Linked DNA regions of Sus scrofa: region 1 is linked to region 2. Evidence: chromatin contacts called from public HiChIP or PLAC-seq data. All regions are on one chromosome and are shown on one strand. The core of a region is the stretch at or near the end of the contact, and the rest is flanking DNA. Distances in the headings are between cores, read along the strand shown.

Region 1 (6,547 bases), core at 2,570-5,069, 40 kb after region 2:
CCAAGTCCCCACTGCACCCCACGTGGGGAGGCGTTCTGGGTTCGAGTGTGGTCCAGATCCCCAGGGTCCCCCAGATCATGGGGACCCTGAGCTCGGCTGGTCTCACGCCCCCCCCCCAGCACTGTTCTCTCCCAGGCCAGGCTCGAAGAGGTGTGACCTGCCTCAGGCCAGAGCTGGCAAGGGGATTTCGATAGCAAAGCCTGAGCATTTCTGCCCTTCGATGAGTGCACAGCGTGGTGGGCAAAGGCTGCACACCCTCCACCCGGGGCCCCGGGCGCCTGGTCACACAGGAGCAGAGCTGGATGTGCAGGGCAGAGGTGCGCCTGCCCAACAGCCTGACGGCTCTCGAGTCCAATCTGTGCTGGCACCACAGGCCAGGCTGCGGCTGCAGCAAGGAGCAGGGCTGCCCCTGTCTGGGTGGATTCCCTGGCTCTGGGGGACCACCCACCCCAGGCTCGGAGCAGGCAGGAGGGGCCGTGAGACCAGCCAAGGCAACTGAAAACCAAGCTGCCTCCCAGCAGGGCCCCAGCACAGAGCGGACGGCGGAAAGCAGCCTGCCAAGCAGAGCTCTGAGTGCCGGGCAGACCGGGGGAAGAGCGGCCGCCGGCCCCTGTCCACCTGACCTTCTGTCCATCCCCCACCTCTCAGCAGGGGAGGTCCCCACATGGCCTGGTCACTGCTCTGTCGCTGGGCACACATGGCGTTGCCTCCGAGGGGAGTTGGGGAGGGGGTGTGGTGAGACCTGGGTTGGGGGCAGTGAGTCTGCTGGTCTTGTGGAGGGTGGCCCTCCCCGGGTGACACTGAGGGACGCTGGCCGGGAGGCATGTCCAGGCTGTTTCTTGTCACCATCTCGGTCCCAAGTGAATAGGCCTGGCCCTTCCAGAGCCCTACGACGAGTCATTTTGTTCTGGGAAAACTTCCTTTTTGAAGGGGAAAAAGCTTCTTAAAAGCAACAAAACTCCTGTTGGTTTCAGGTTTGAGTCTTCAGAACTCAGAGCTTTGCACCTGCGCCCCCCCCCTGCTCTGTAAGCTTCCCTACTTGGTGACAAGGCCACGCCACCTGCTTTCCTCTGTCTCCACTGCCCAACAAATCCACTTACGAAACCGCCTGTGAGTCTCCCAGCCACCGGCATCGTAAGGAAGGCACAATAGCAGTGTCCGGTCACTACAATAAAAGCATTACCTTGCAAATGTCACTGTCTGGAGAGCTGGCCTGCTTGTCCCTGGGACAGGCCTGTCTCCTGCCGCCAGAGGCACTTGCTGGCTGCCCCCAGTGCCCCCCCCCCCCGTCGCAGTGGCGACGTGGCCACTCTGCTTGACCACGGTGGCAGACACTGCTCACTGTCAGATGCACACAACAGTTTGGACAGACAGACAGCTGCCCCGAGCCAGCCTCAGAGGCTCAGGGGGTGCCGCTCCTGGAGTGAAGCTGGGAAGTGGGGGCTCCCCTCTCAGCCGCCGGTGGCGGACACAGGGGCAGGCACACAGGAGCCTTCTGTGGATTGGATGTGTGTATTCTGGTCACGCGCCCACCTTGTGGGGTACTGGACCCCACGGCCCAGGTCAGCATCTGCTTCTGGTCCGCAATGCCTGTTTCAGAGACACCCCGAGGTGCAGGGGCACCCGCCCCCCACAGCCCCGTAGAGTGTTGGCTCAACGTACTAACTAGCGCCACGGGGAGTCTGCCTGTCTCTGGAAATCGTGTGAAGTGCTGTCCATAGGGCCCCTGAAATATTTCGCGTCCACTAGCCCCACGGGGTGGGATGGTACTTCAGTGCAGGTGCCAGAGGCTGTCCCGGTGCCAGTCCTGCTCTAGCACACTCAGCTGTGTGGCGCTGGCCAAGTAACTCAGCCTCTCTGTGCGCTGTTCCTTTATCTCTAATCCGCCACAATAGAGCCGACTTGTAGGGAGGGCGAGGACCAGATGCCCACGCCTGAAGTTAGAACTGTCCCGGGCCACTGTCGGTGCCATGTCAGAGTCTGCTGCATCACTGTTAACGTGGCTCAGAGCCCCTTCCACAGGCTCATTTGCTATCAAAGAAAAAGGTTGGCGTTCCTGCTGTGGCTCAGCTAGTTAAGAATCTGACTAGCATCCATGAGGATGCAGGTTCTGTCCCTGGCCTCACTCAGTGGGTTAAGGATCTGGCGTGGCTGTGGCTATGGCCGGAGCTGTAGTTCCAATTCAACCCCTAGCCTGGGAACCTGCATACGCTGTGGGTGCAGCCCTAAAAAGCAAAAAAAAAAAAGGAAAGAAAGAAAAGAAAAACTCTGGGCTGTTTGAAAACTAATCGTAAATGAACGCCAACTTGGATTTTGAGTGTGCTGAAAACCCGCACGCTTGTAGAGCATCGGAAGACACCCTCACGGGCGCCCAGGTGACTGGCAGGCCTGAGGCGGTGTGACAGCTGAGCCGCCATCCTCAGAATTCACACCCTGCATGTGGGGCGGACTCCGCCCAACTCCTGCCAAGAGGACGCAGCCTGATCTAACTGGCACATTCCCACCGCAGACAGGCCAGCTGCTACCCTGGGGTCACCGCACAGATGTGGGCGCAGCAGGACCCAGGAATCTGCCCGGCAACCCACACACGGGCACCATCCACACTTTGCAGCTGTGAGACTCAGAAGGAGGACTGTCAGGCCTGTTTGCTGTGACGCTGTCTTATCTGTGGCGCCTGAGCTCTGCCCCCGCTGTCGCGTTCCTGTGCAGTGACAGCAGAGCTAAACCAGCTCCCAGCTCGGATGATGACAGGGGCACAGGGAAATGTCAATTCCTCCGACTCCAGGGCTGCTCAGGTTCTAATTTTGCAATGGCACGCCGACAGCCCTCACGGGTTTTTAAAGAGCAGATACTGGGGGAGAAGTGGGCCTCCCATCACACACCCGCTGTTTCTCTGAAATTCACGGAAAACTTCTTCCTAAAGTCAACCTGCTACTTAAAGAATGTTCAAGAAGCGCTGTCTCCCCCAGATCCCACCAACTCTACAGCGTTTTCTTAGGACAGCTAAGAAACCGTAGTGACCGCGGTCGTACTTGGTCAACGGCATTTTCACCATAATTCCCCGGAACGGAGACGTCATTCCCAGACAGTAGCACGTTAACGCGTCCGAGTTTCAAACGGGCTTATTATTTTACATACTTTTGAAGCAAATTCAGAAGCAGCCTTCCCATCTGCAGTGAAATCGGAGGCCCTCATCCCAAACGGCCCCCAGGGAGCGATCAGATTGGTTTTAACTCTGGACACAGGCTCGGCAGAGTGAACGCCTACAAACCAATGAAGTTCCAGTTTAGGAAACCGAATCTGCAGGCGCACAGAGTGAAGTGCCCGCGTCACCGGAGAGGCCGAGAGGGCATGTCCCATTCGTTGGGGACCCTAGTGGGTTACAGGGCGATGTTGCAGCCCAGCAGCGACCCCACGCCTGGCTCGTGCTCACCGCGGAAGCCCTGCTGCCTGCCGTGCCCAGAGCGAGGTTGCGCCTCACCTGTGACCAGGGCCTCGGCCGTCGCCATGTGCATGATGGTGTTGTCGCTCACTGGCCACTTCTCGGGGGCCAGCACCAGGTGGTCCAGCCCCCCCACTTTCTGCAGCTCCTCCTGGACCCTGGGGCCCGAGGCGCTGTTCTCCATGAAGGCATTTCTGTAGCCAAGGGCGTCCCCCACGGCGCCCAGCAGCATCGCTGCCCGAAACTTCTCCATCTCGGCGGGCGGCTGCTCTGCTCAGCCTCTGTGGCCTCGCCTTGAGTCCGCCCGGCCGGCCTCTGCTCTGGTCATCGCGTCGCCGTCAGGAACCTCCCCAAATGCCAGGCACTCCTTTTCTGTCTCTGCAGGTGGCACCAATGAGAAAGCCATCTGGACCTGCAGCTCACAGGCCTGCGGGAGCCACGTGGCCGGCGTCTGCGCCCTACAGGAGGGGCCCCCGGCTGTGGGCGCCAAGCCCGACTTGAAGTGGGGCGTGTGTGCAGTGCTCTCGATCAGAGGGCACACTCCCGGGGCTTTAAGTCTAGTCAACGAAGGCCCTGCGTCCAGTGTGTCACTGTGCCTGCGAGGACCCGCCCCGGCTCCCTGTGCCCCCTCCCCCGAGACCATGCATCTGTTTCCTGTCTCCGTGGCCTCGCCTGTCCTGGAATTGCAATTACACGCGGTGCGCTCCGCGCCTCTGTGCCTGCTCCTGGATGGGCGCCCGGCTGACTCATCTACTACATGCACGGATTCATTCCCAGGAAACCTGCTGATTATAAAATGTTATAAAGGCAAAAAGCACACTGAGCTGCAGCACGATGACCACGCGTGTCTCCCAGCTCCGCGTCCGACAGAGGCTGCGCAGAGAACAGGCCCTTGGGGTGTGTGTGCGAGCCGAGTGCAGAGCCCTGGGCCTCACAACCGGCCACCCTGGACCGTCACACCTTCAAAGGCCCGAGGTTCACAGAAAGAACCGTCACCCGAGCCCTGAGGCTGGGGCTGTGTGTAAACCAGGGGTCTTGACTGGAAACCAGGCATTGGGAGAGCTGTCCTTCTCTGTCCCCAGGCCCCTTGTCCCCCGGGGCCTGGTCGCAGGTCAGACCAAGTGGAAAGTGTCACACCCAGATGTAAGAAGACTCCCGGGAGTCCCCACTGTTGTCCTGCAGGTTGAGGACGCAACACAGAGTCTGTGAGGATGCAGGTTTGATCCCTGGCCTCACTCAGTGGGTTAAGCATCAGGCATTGCTGTGGCTGTGGTGTAGGCTGGCAGCTACAGCTCCAATTCCACCCCGAGCCTGGACTTCCATATGCCACAGGTGCCTGTGGAAAATAAAAAAAAAAGAACATATCCGATAAAAATAAAGATTCCTGATAGAAGGTATATTTGAAAAAGTGTATATACACATATGACCGGGTCACTTTGCTGTACGGCAGAAATTGACACAACACTGTAAACCAACTTTATTTATTTATTTAGTTTTATTTTTACAGCTGCACCCAGGCACATGGAAGTTCTCAGGCTAGGGGTCGAATCAGAGCTGCAGCTGCCAGCCTATGCCGCAGCCACGTCGGATCCTTAACCCTCTGATCAAGACCAGGGATCGAACCTGTATCCTCACAGACATTGTCAGGTTCTTAACCTGCTGAGCCACAACAGGAGCTCCTAAATCAACTATACTTTAATTGAAAAAATTAAAAACTAAAAAAAAAAAAATATTCTTGCCATTCATTTGTGGCTCAGTGGGTTTAAGGATCTGGCGTTGTGACTGCAGCGGCCCAGGCCACTGCTGTGGCATGAATTCCATCCCTGGCTTGGGAATTTCTACATGCTGCAGGTGCAGCCAAAAAAAAAAAAAAAAAAGTTTTGTTCAATAACAACATACTGAGATGCACTTAAATGAATAGGTAGCACCTGTTCAAAATGTGGTTCTGGAAAAGGGTTCCAGCCAGCACCATTCTGAGAGATTCTGAAGAACAGCAGGTCCTGGGTGCGAGGGACGCAGGCTCTCCCGCGGGACAGCCCCTCAGACCCCGCCCCGCAGGTGGAAGGGCTCTGGCTGAGAGCAGAGGGACGGCCCACGCCGGTCTCTTTTGCTAAAACGGAGGCAGCAGAGACCGCTACTGAAGATGCCAGGAGCAACTGCACCACCTGGCCTATGGCGGCGGCAGGCGAGCTCACCCACGCTCACCCGGCACCCGGGCCCTGGCAGCGCACCAGGGATGGGGATGCAGCCGCCCCCGTGGAGCCGGAAGCCGAGACGGCCGCATCATTCCGTTAAGTTAAAGCAACACAGCCACGTGTGTTATGTCACCCACACAGAAGGAGGGGACGCCGTCCCGTCCAGAAAGTCTCGGCAGGCACTGAGACGGCACGGGGGCACGTACTTGTTAACTGGTCACGAGCGGTTAACCCATGAACCTCCAGGGTCTTACAGCTCACGTTCCGAGCACCCAGTTCGCTACCAAACACCATCTCAAGGAAGCCGCCACTCGGAGCAGACAGTGTGACACCTGAAAAGGTAGGTGCATGACTCCCGCTGTGCCTTCGGGGTCACGGCCTGGGCCGGGGCGGTGGGCTGGCCGCGGTGGGTGAGTCCCCGTGTGGTGGCTGCTCCCCTGACGTGGGACGAGGCTCTGAGGTCCGGGGCAGGGGTCTGAGCAGCCAGGGAGAGAATGCGAGGCACCAGGACACCGAGAGGAAGCCTCAGTGTCCCCGGAGTTCTCAGCCCTGTGACAACGGGGCCTGAGTTCACACTGGACAAAGAGGAAACCCCTAACTTTGGGAAGAACCTCTGTCCAATTACCAATGTACAACTCCCTAAAACACCGTCCCCCCATAACTTCAAATTCCAAGAATACAAGTCGCAGACCTCCGTGATTTGTGCAGGACTATCGAGTTCTAGAAACTTCTCTGAACAGAACACTTACATGGCAGAATCCATGAGCCTCAAAGGGTTTTTGTTGAGGTTTTTTTGTTTTGTTTTGTTTTGTCTTTTTGATATTTCTTGGGCCGCTCCCGCGGCATATGGAGGTTCCCAGGCTAGGTCCAATCGGAGCTGTAGCCACCAGCCTACGCCAGAGCCACAGCA
Region 2 (6,945 bases), core at 2,956-5,455:
CCCTGCTGCGCGCAGGGGCAGGGGCTGTTCCACCTGAGACGCAGCCAGAGGAAAGGGCTGCGAAAGTCAGCGGTTCCCACCGCGGCGCACTGGGTTAAGAATCCGCCTGCAGCGGCTCGGGCTGCTGAGGAAGCTTGGGTTCGATCCTGGGCCCTGGAAAGTGAGTTAAAGGATCTGGCATTGCTGCAGCCGAGGCTCGGATTTGATCCCTGGCCTGGGAACTTGCAAAAAAAGAAAAAAAAAAAAAATCAGTGGTTGCTCCAGGTACAAACAGAAACAGCTGAAAGAAAAACAGGGAGCGCAGTATCACCACAGCACCCACAGAATAAGGACAAACGTGGGTAAAAACCGAACAGAACGTCTCAGTGAAGGCGACAGGGCAGGCCCCGGACCCCCTCCTGCCACCCTGCCCCGTGCGGCCAGGGCCTCCGCCGCTCGCCCTGGCTCGGCCCCCAGGCGGTCAGATAAACAGGATCGATCTGGAGCGACCCTGGACCCTGCTTCTCACGGGGTTACGTGACTGTGCATCTGAATTCACAGAACCAGGTGACAAGAAGCGTGAACGCCACTGCACTGCAGGTTTTAAAGAATTCATATAAAGTATAAAAAGGAAAGGGCACAACAGTTAAGCCCCTGGACTCAGACGGGGCTCTGCGGCGGCGGCTCGCGGCCCAGGCCCCGAGGCCCCGTCTGCTCACTGGTGAGACGGGCAGAGCACGGGCCGGGCCCCGAGACGCAGGAGGGCGGGGACTCCAGACGTCCAGCACAGCTGCAACAACACCCCAAAGTTTCCGAGAGTAAGGGCTCCTCATGTGGATCCGCTAAGTGCTTTGGGAGGGCAGGGCCTGCCTGTCCCCAGAGCCCGACAGGGTCCCCAGGGCAGGGCCGACCTCCGCTGTCCTGAGCGAGTGCGAAGCGGCCGGGAAAGGCTGCCGGGGACCTTCACATTCGTCCCAACAAAGCTGAGCAGCATCCCGTTTTTTTTAACACTTGTCTTGGAAAATACACTTCTGCAGCTTCACTCCAAGGCGGTGCTAAAGGCTAGCCCGGGAGGACGCCGACAGGGACTCCTCGCCCCTCCACACCGAGAAGGGAGCAGAAGGGGCCGCTGGACTCGGCCTCCGGGCCCGGCACGTCCACAGAGGAGGGAGGAGGAGAGCCTCGTTGGCGTGCACAGCAGCGTCCCGACCACCGGCGGGGGCTCTGAACTCCTGATCTGTAGGTGACGGACCCCTGGACACAGGAAGATAGTGGCACGGACGGAAGTCCTCGCAAAAAGAGGCGGAACGCAGTAGGGCCACAGGGCAAGACCGGCCGAGGAACAGGACCCCGGGTCGCACAGGTGCACCGGCTGGGGTCAAGGCCAGGCTTCCAGACTAGGCCTGTCGCACCTACCCACACAGGGGTCCTCCACCCCAACCGTGCCCTCTTCCCTGGGGTGTCACGCACCCAGTGACACTTACAACCACACACCCGACCACGCTACAGTCAGCCTCCAAAGTCCGGCAGGGAAAAGTTGGACTCCCATTTCCAGGATAGCACGTCCACTCCTGTTACTGCCTCTCTCAGGCGCCATGGGTGCCACAGGCTCTCTGGCCGTCACACCCGGAAACCACGCTAAGCTCCCGCTCGACAGCCTGGACCACGGAACTGGGGAGGCCCACACCCTCTGGCCAGATGAATCCGTGTCCCCATTTCCTGGAAGAACGTCAGGCCACCACGCTCTCCCGTTCACCTCGACACTGAATCCCATCTCCAGGCCAAGGGCTCACTAGGAATCAAATGTATTTGTTCCTAAACCTGTCATGCCAACCATACTCGTTGCCATAACTACACAGCCGAACAAATGTTACATAAGCAAAAAAATGAAAGCACAAAAGCAGTGATGACGACGTCCATAAAACCCAGTTAAATTTTCAGAAAGAGCAGACAGAGACAGGCGCTCCAGAAAAGCAACAGCAAAACCTCTCCAAAGGAGCCCGACAAGAGGGAAGATGGGGGACCCGCCCCGCGTTGCCGCGGCTGCGGGGCGGGTCCAGTCCCGGGCCTGGGAACCTCCGCACGCAAAAAACAATGAAGATTGGGAAGGGTTCCGGATCCGGACTGCTGTTATTCTCGGCCCACCTGGGGGGACCCCGACGCTGGACAGCAGACACAAGGCCTGAGGTAAACTGGTGGGCCCACCAACGACAGGACAGACTCACGACAAAACCAAAGGGGAAGGAGCAGGCCCCGTGTTTTCCGCAAAAACAAAAGTGCGCGGGCCCGTGACTCCCTGCATGCACGCCCTGACCTCTGGGTCCACGTGGACACGGGGCTTCTCCTGCATTAACGCAACTGCACCCAAGGGCACCCCGTTCTTGGGAGGGGACATGGGACAGGCACTGGGGGTCGGCTCATGGGACCGGGGCCTGCGCAGGAGGGAAACGCAACGACATGCCACGTCTTTGCGCAACTAAGATGTTTCATCATGTGCAAAAATTGTGTTTGTTTTTACACACCAGTAGGAAACGTTTAAAATCAGATCACACAGGGCAATACGAAGGCAGAGGCGCCGCAGGGAACAGGTTAACATGAAGGAGCAGCGCTGGGGACGCCACCTTCACCAGGACCTCGGCTTTGGGCTCTGGACGCCAGGACGTCCCACCTCTGAGGTCCCCGCAGGCTGACTTAGGAAGCGTTCCCTTACGGGTGTTTTACTAAGCTCTCCTGGCAGTCACAGCCCTGGCAGAGGGAGAGGCCGGGGCGAACCTGCCCACACCAGTCCCTCCGGTATTTCCCAGACACGGCCTGCGGCTGAGGCCGGCCCTCTGGGATCTATCCACCAACCTCTTTAAAAGCAAAAACTGACCTGTCGCCCCCTTGCTTAAAAACTGACTGCTCTCTGCCTGGTCGCGGGCCGGCCGTCTGCCCACCTGTGCCCGGGCAGGGCCTCAGCTCCGCGCCAGACCTCCTCCCAACACTCTCCTGCTCCCTCACACAGCTCAGTCCCTCGTGGGTCGTCATGTGCGGAAGCCCCCTCCGCCCTCTGCCCCTCTGCTTGAGCCCCCTGACCTCCTGGGCACACGTCTGCCCTCACCACCTGCCGGGCAGGTGCCCCTAGTCTGGCCTCTGTCTAGGCAGCATGGGCAACAGTGCGGGCAACCCCTTCGTGCGTTCATTCATTCAACAAACACTGCAGCGATCGCTCCCAATCCCGCAGGCAGGCAGGAACCAAGGATAAAATAAGTAAGCGAAAGGCTGCATAGACAGGAGCAGGAGACAGGCAAGAAGGCAGAAGTGCGGGCCTGTGAGGTGTGACGAGAGGGCCCGAGGGCTTCAGGAGGCATGAGGCCGGGAGCCGGCACCGTGGGCGGAGGAAGAGGTGCGGGTCCACTAAGGACCCGCCTCTCACTCGGAGCGGGCGGGGCGCTCAGTCCAGAGGTGTGCAAGCGCAGAGCCGCGGCCACGCTCATCCTGAGGAGCGGGAAATCAGGTTTCTTCTGGAAAGAAGGCCATGGTCGCCATCCATCTCGAAGGGAAGATAGGAAGCCCTCGCTTCCTGCACAGGCGCATCGGCCTCAGCTGTGAGCCCGCAACTCCTGCGTCAAAGGGCTTCCCGGCCGCCTCCCCCAGGAACCCCGACCCCCGGGGGCACCCTCGGCTGTGACTTGAGCTCCGGGGAGTGGGGGGGCGCTCAGGCTCCGAACTCACCCGTCATACTCTTCTGGACACCACCGCCTCCCTTGAGAAGTTTGGACCATTTTATGGCTCTTCTGGTGAGTATCACCAGGTAGGCGGAGAAAAACTCTTCATAAGCTGCATAATCAAAGTCTTCAGGCCTTCAAACCCGTACGGATCAACCCTACGGCACAAGGAGGCCCGGAGTAAAGCTCCGCGCGCACTTGGGACGGGGACCTGCCGTGCGGAGCTGCGGGCCCGCGTCGGGGGCGCAGGAGGGGGCGACGGGCCGAGCGCGGGCGCGCACGCAGCCCAGGGGCGCGCAGGCGCGGGCACCACCGCACCGGATCCGCACCCGCGCCCGCGCGCCTACCTGGGGACGCGGTCCCGCGCCGCCTGCGCGCGCCCCGCGGTCTCCATGCGGGGAGGGCGGCAGGGGCGCCGGGGCGCGGGCCCGCGGTGCCAAGTCCACCTCCCGGGACTCCCGGGACTCCCGGCGGCTCGCGTCCTTCCGCCGGGCCGCGGGCGCCGGGAGGCGGGACTGGGGCGAGGGGAGGGGAGGGGAATGGGGAGGGAGGGGTGGGAATGGGAGAGGAGGGGAGGGCGGGGCGGGGCGGGGCTGGCGAGGGAGCGGAGGGGCGGGGGGGGAGGGGGAGAGCGGAGGCTGCACCTGCTCCTGCCGCCCCTGCGCAGGGCGGCGACCGGGACTGTTGGAGCCGGGAGCCTGGGAGGGGCCGCAGCCCTGCAGGCCGCCCGGTCCGCAGGCAGGAGGGAGGAGGCCGGTGGGATGGGGGATGGGGGGCCCGGGGGCGGGAATGGAGCTCAGCCTGGCAAAGCTGGCTGAGCAGGTGCGGCGGGGACCACCCCTGCGCCCCACCCAAGGGCCTCCCGGGGCCTCCGGGCCTGGAGCAAAGGTTGGCGATGAATTTGCTGTGGATTCTTGCGACAGCCTTTTGAACCTCAGAACCGCGCAGGTCCAAAGGCCAGAGTTCTGACCCGTGACCGCTGTTTTAATATTCATTGGGCAGAAAAAGATTTTTTCCCTTGCTCTCTCTCCTTCAGCCTTCTCTTCATTCCTAATCCCCGCAGCCCCTCCCCGGGGACATCTGACTCTGGCGGGAGGGGTCCGGTCCCCCACCCCCCCACCCCGTGCCTTCTTCCAGCCTCCAACCAGGGGCCAGGCCTTGGAGCCGGGGCTGCCAAAGTGCTGCTGGATGTGGCGGCCCCAGCCCGCAGGTAGACCGTGGCGCGCCCTGCAGGGCTGCCAGCTGGAGTGACTTGGGGTTAACACCCCAGACGTCTGCTGCTCCCCAAAGAAGGCAGAAGCGGGGGCTTCCTCCTCCGCCACCTCTTCCCACTTTTGTTCGGGAGCACGAGGCGACTCTGGCTGCCTCCGAAGGAACAGAAATGCCTTTTGCTCTGAGGGCGTGTCCACCGTCTCCTTGGGTACTGCAGGGCGGCCTGGCTTTGAACGGTGGCTTCTCCTGGTCGGTCATCATCACCCTGTCTGGACATTTCGATATCGTGGCATGAAGACCACACACCAACTGCTTGCCATATTTAGGAGGCCGTGGAGAAATTGCCCAAACTGCCTGAGAAGTTAAGGTTCTTGAAGATAGGAGGTGCTTTTGTGGCCTCAGCCTTCCACCTCCCAAGGGTCCTTTCTAGAAAACGGATTCAGGACAGTCAGCAAACCAGGCAAAGCGGAAGGACACCGTCCCTGTGCAGGAAGCCCAGCCCCCAGGGCCAGGCCCTTTGGGGAAGATGCCTTTCTCGAACTCCAGACGTGCTCTCTTGCAACACACACCTATGGCAGGTGTGGTGGAGACGGTTCTGCCAGTGTCCGCCGCAAGGCCACCTGGGCTGTCGTGAACAGCCTGCTCCTGACATGGGTTTTTCAGGAACGTTCCATCTCAGGACTGAGCAAGGAGCCTGGAGGTCGTTTGGGCACGTCCGGCCCTGTGTCTGTCCGTTTCCGCGGGAGACTCTACGGAATTGGTGGTCTGCTGAGCACGACCCCAGATGCCCCCTGTTGCTCTGGGAAAACCTCCCAGCCTTCAGCTCAGGTCACAGCATTTTGCTTTTGAGACTCAGTGTCCTTTTCAGAGACCCTGCTCTGGGCCACCTCCTTGGCCTCCCCACCAGGCGCGTCCATCAGCAGACCCCAGTCCACAGTCCACTCGCCCTTCGACCGGCTCAGGCCTCCCGGGCGCGCGCTGCCTCCACCTGTGCTGCTCTGACAGCCACAGGCACGTGCCCCCCCCCACCCCGTTCTTCCTTCTCCTTTCCTTGCGGCTCCTCGGCCGCTCAACAGGGCTGCTGCCAATGGAAGCAAATGACTCCCTGATCTCTGTCCCGTTCTGATCTTTCTTTGGGCCCGAACCACGTTTCCCCTCCCTGTCCCCATCCCCAAGAGCATGTCCAGCACGGCTGCCCCCCTTCTTTTGTGCCCCAGCTTGCAGCCCTGTTGGCCGCAACTGCCACCAGCCTGGCGGGCCTGGCAGACGCTTCTTGCTCCCTCATGGCCGCTCACTCCTGCCCTTTCCAGGCAGATTCCAGCCGCTCTGCCCCGCCACGTCCTCACAGCCCCCCGGTCCCGGTCCTGGTCCTGTGGCTGCGATGCCCTGACAGAGCACAGACCGCGGACGTGTGCACTTGGACTTGAGCGTGATGGCAGTGCCCCCAGGGTAGTGGGGGCCAGATGGACTGGGGGAGAGCGTTAGGTAAGGTTGGGCCGCCCTCCAGGGAGAGTGGAGGCAGAGACAGAGGCCAAGCCAAGGGAGGTGGTCAGGAGCCAGAAGGCGGTTTCAGAGCTGCCGCCCTGCCCCCAACCCCTGCCCGAGCTCCCCGCTCAAGAGCCAGAGGCGGCCAGACCCCTGTGTCTTCGGTGACCCTCTGTCCACCTCCAGATGCCAGGGCACCTGCTCCAGCCAGATGCCCCGCCCACAAAGCCAGCGATGGTCCCCGACGGGAGACCCACGTGGAGGAAGGGAGCAAACTGTGCCTGACCCCCAGAGCCAGTGTGGCCCTCGCTGGGGCAGCTGGCTCTGGTGTCCCCGAGCCTGCGGTCAAGCTGTGTGAGGACTCCACACCCAGGGCCCGCTCCTCTGGGAGGCTGCACTGAGGGCCGCCCCAGGCCGCTGTGCGGTGGCTGTCGGCCACCCTCTCCCTGCGGGAACTCCCCGTTCTCGATGTAGGAGCTGCTGCCCTTGGGAGTGGGATGCGCTGTCAGAACACTGCGGCTCCGGGGCACCCGCCCCGCCCAGGCTAACAGACCGTCCAGGC

Evidence for each region. HiChIP or PLAC-seq counts read pairs in DNA pulled down with a chosen protein or histone mark.
Region 1: a contact with region 2 is called in an H3K27ac HiChIP or PLAC-seq map of skeletal muscle. The contact joins the promoter of ADPRHL1 here to the promoter of GRTP1 in region 2. A contact is called at or near these places in 2 of 47 Hi-C or Micro-C datasets (heart right ventricle and skeletal muscle) and 1 of 2 datasets of contacts at active chromatin or transcription factors (skeletal muscle).

The regions. Positions count from the first base shown.
Region 1 is chr11:78,674,126-78,680,672 of Sscrofa11.1, forward strand. ADPRHL1 (protein ADP-ribosylarginine hydrolase-like protein 1) reads right to left here and starts at 3,820. Exons shown (of 7, transcript XM_003357909.5): 1 at 3,482-3,820. The coding sequence starts at 3,695. All of the region lies in intron 7 of DCUN1D2 (DCN1-like protein 2), which reads right to left.
Region 2 is chr11:78,633,297-78,640,241 of Sscrofa11.1, forward strand. GRTP1 (growth hormone-regulated TBC protein 1) reads right to left here and starts at 4,206. Exons shown (of 9, transcript XM_021065974.1): 1 at 4,034-4,206; 2 at 3,828-3,844; 3 at 3,694-3,825. The coding sequence starts at 4,080.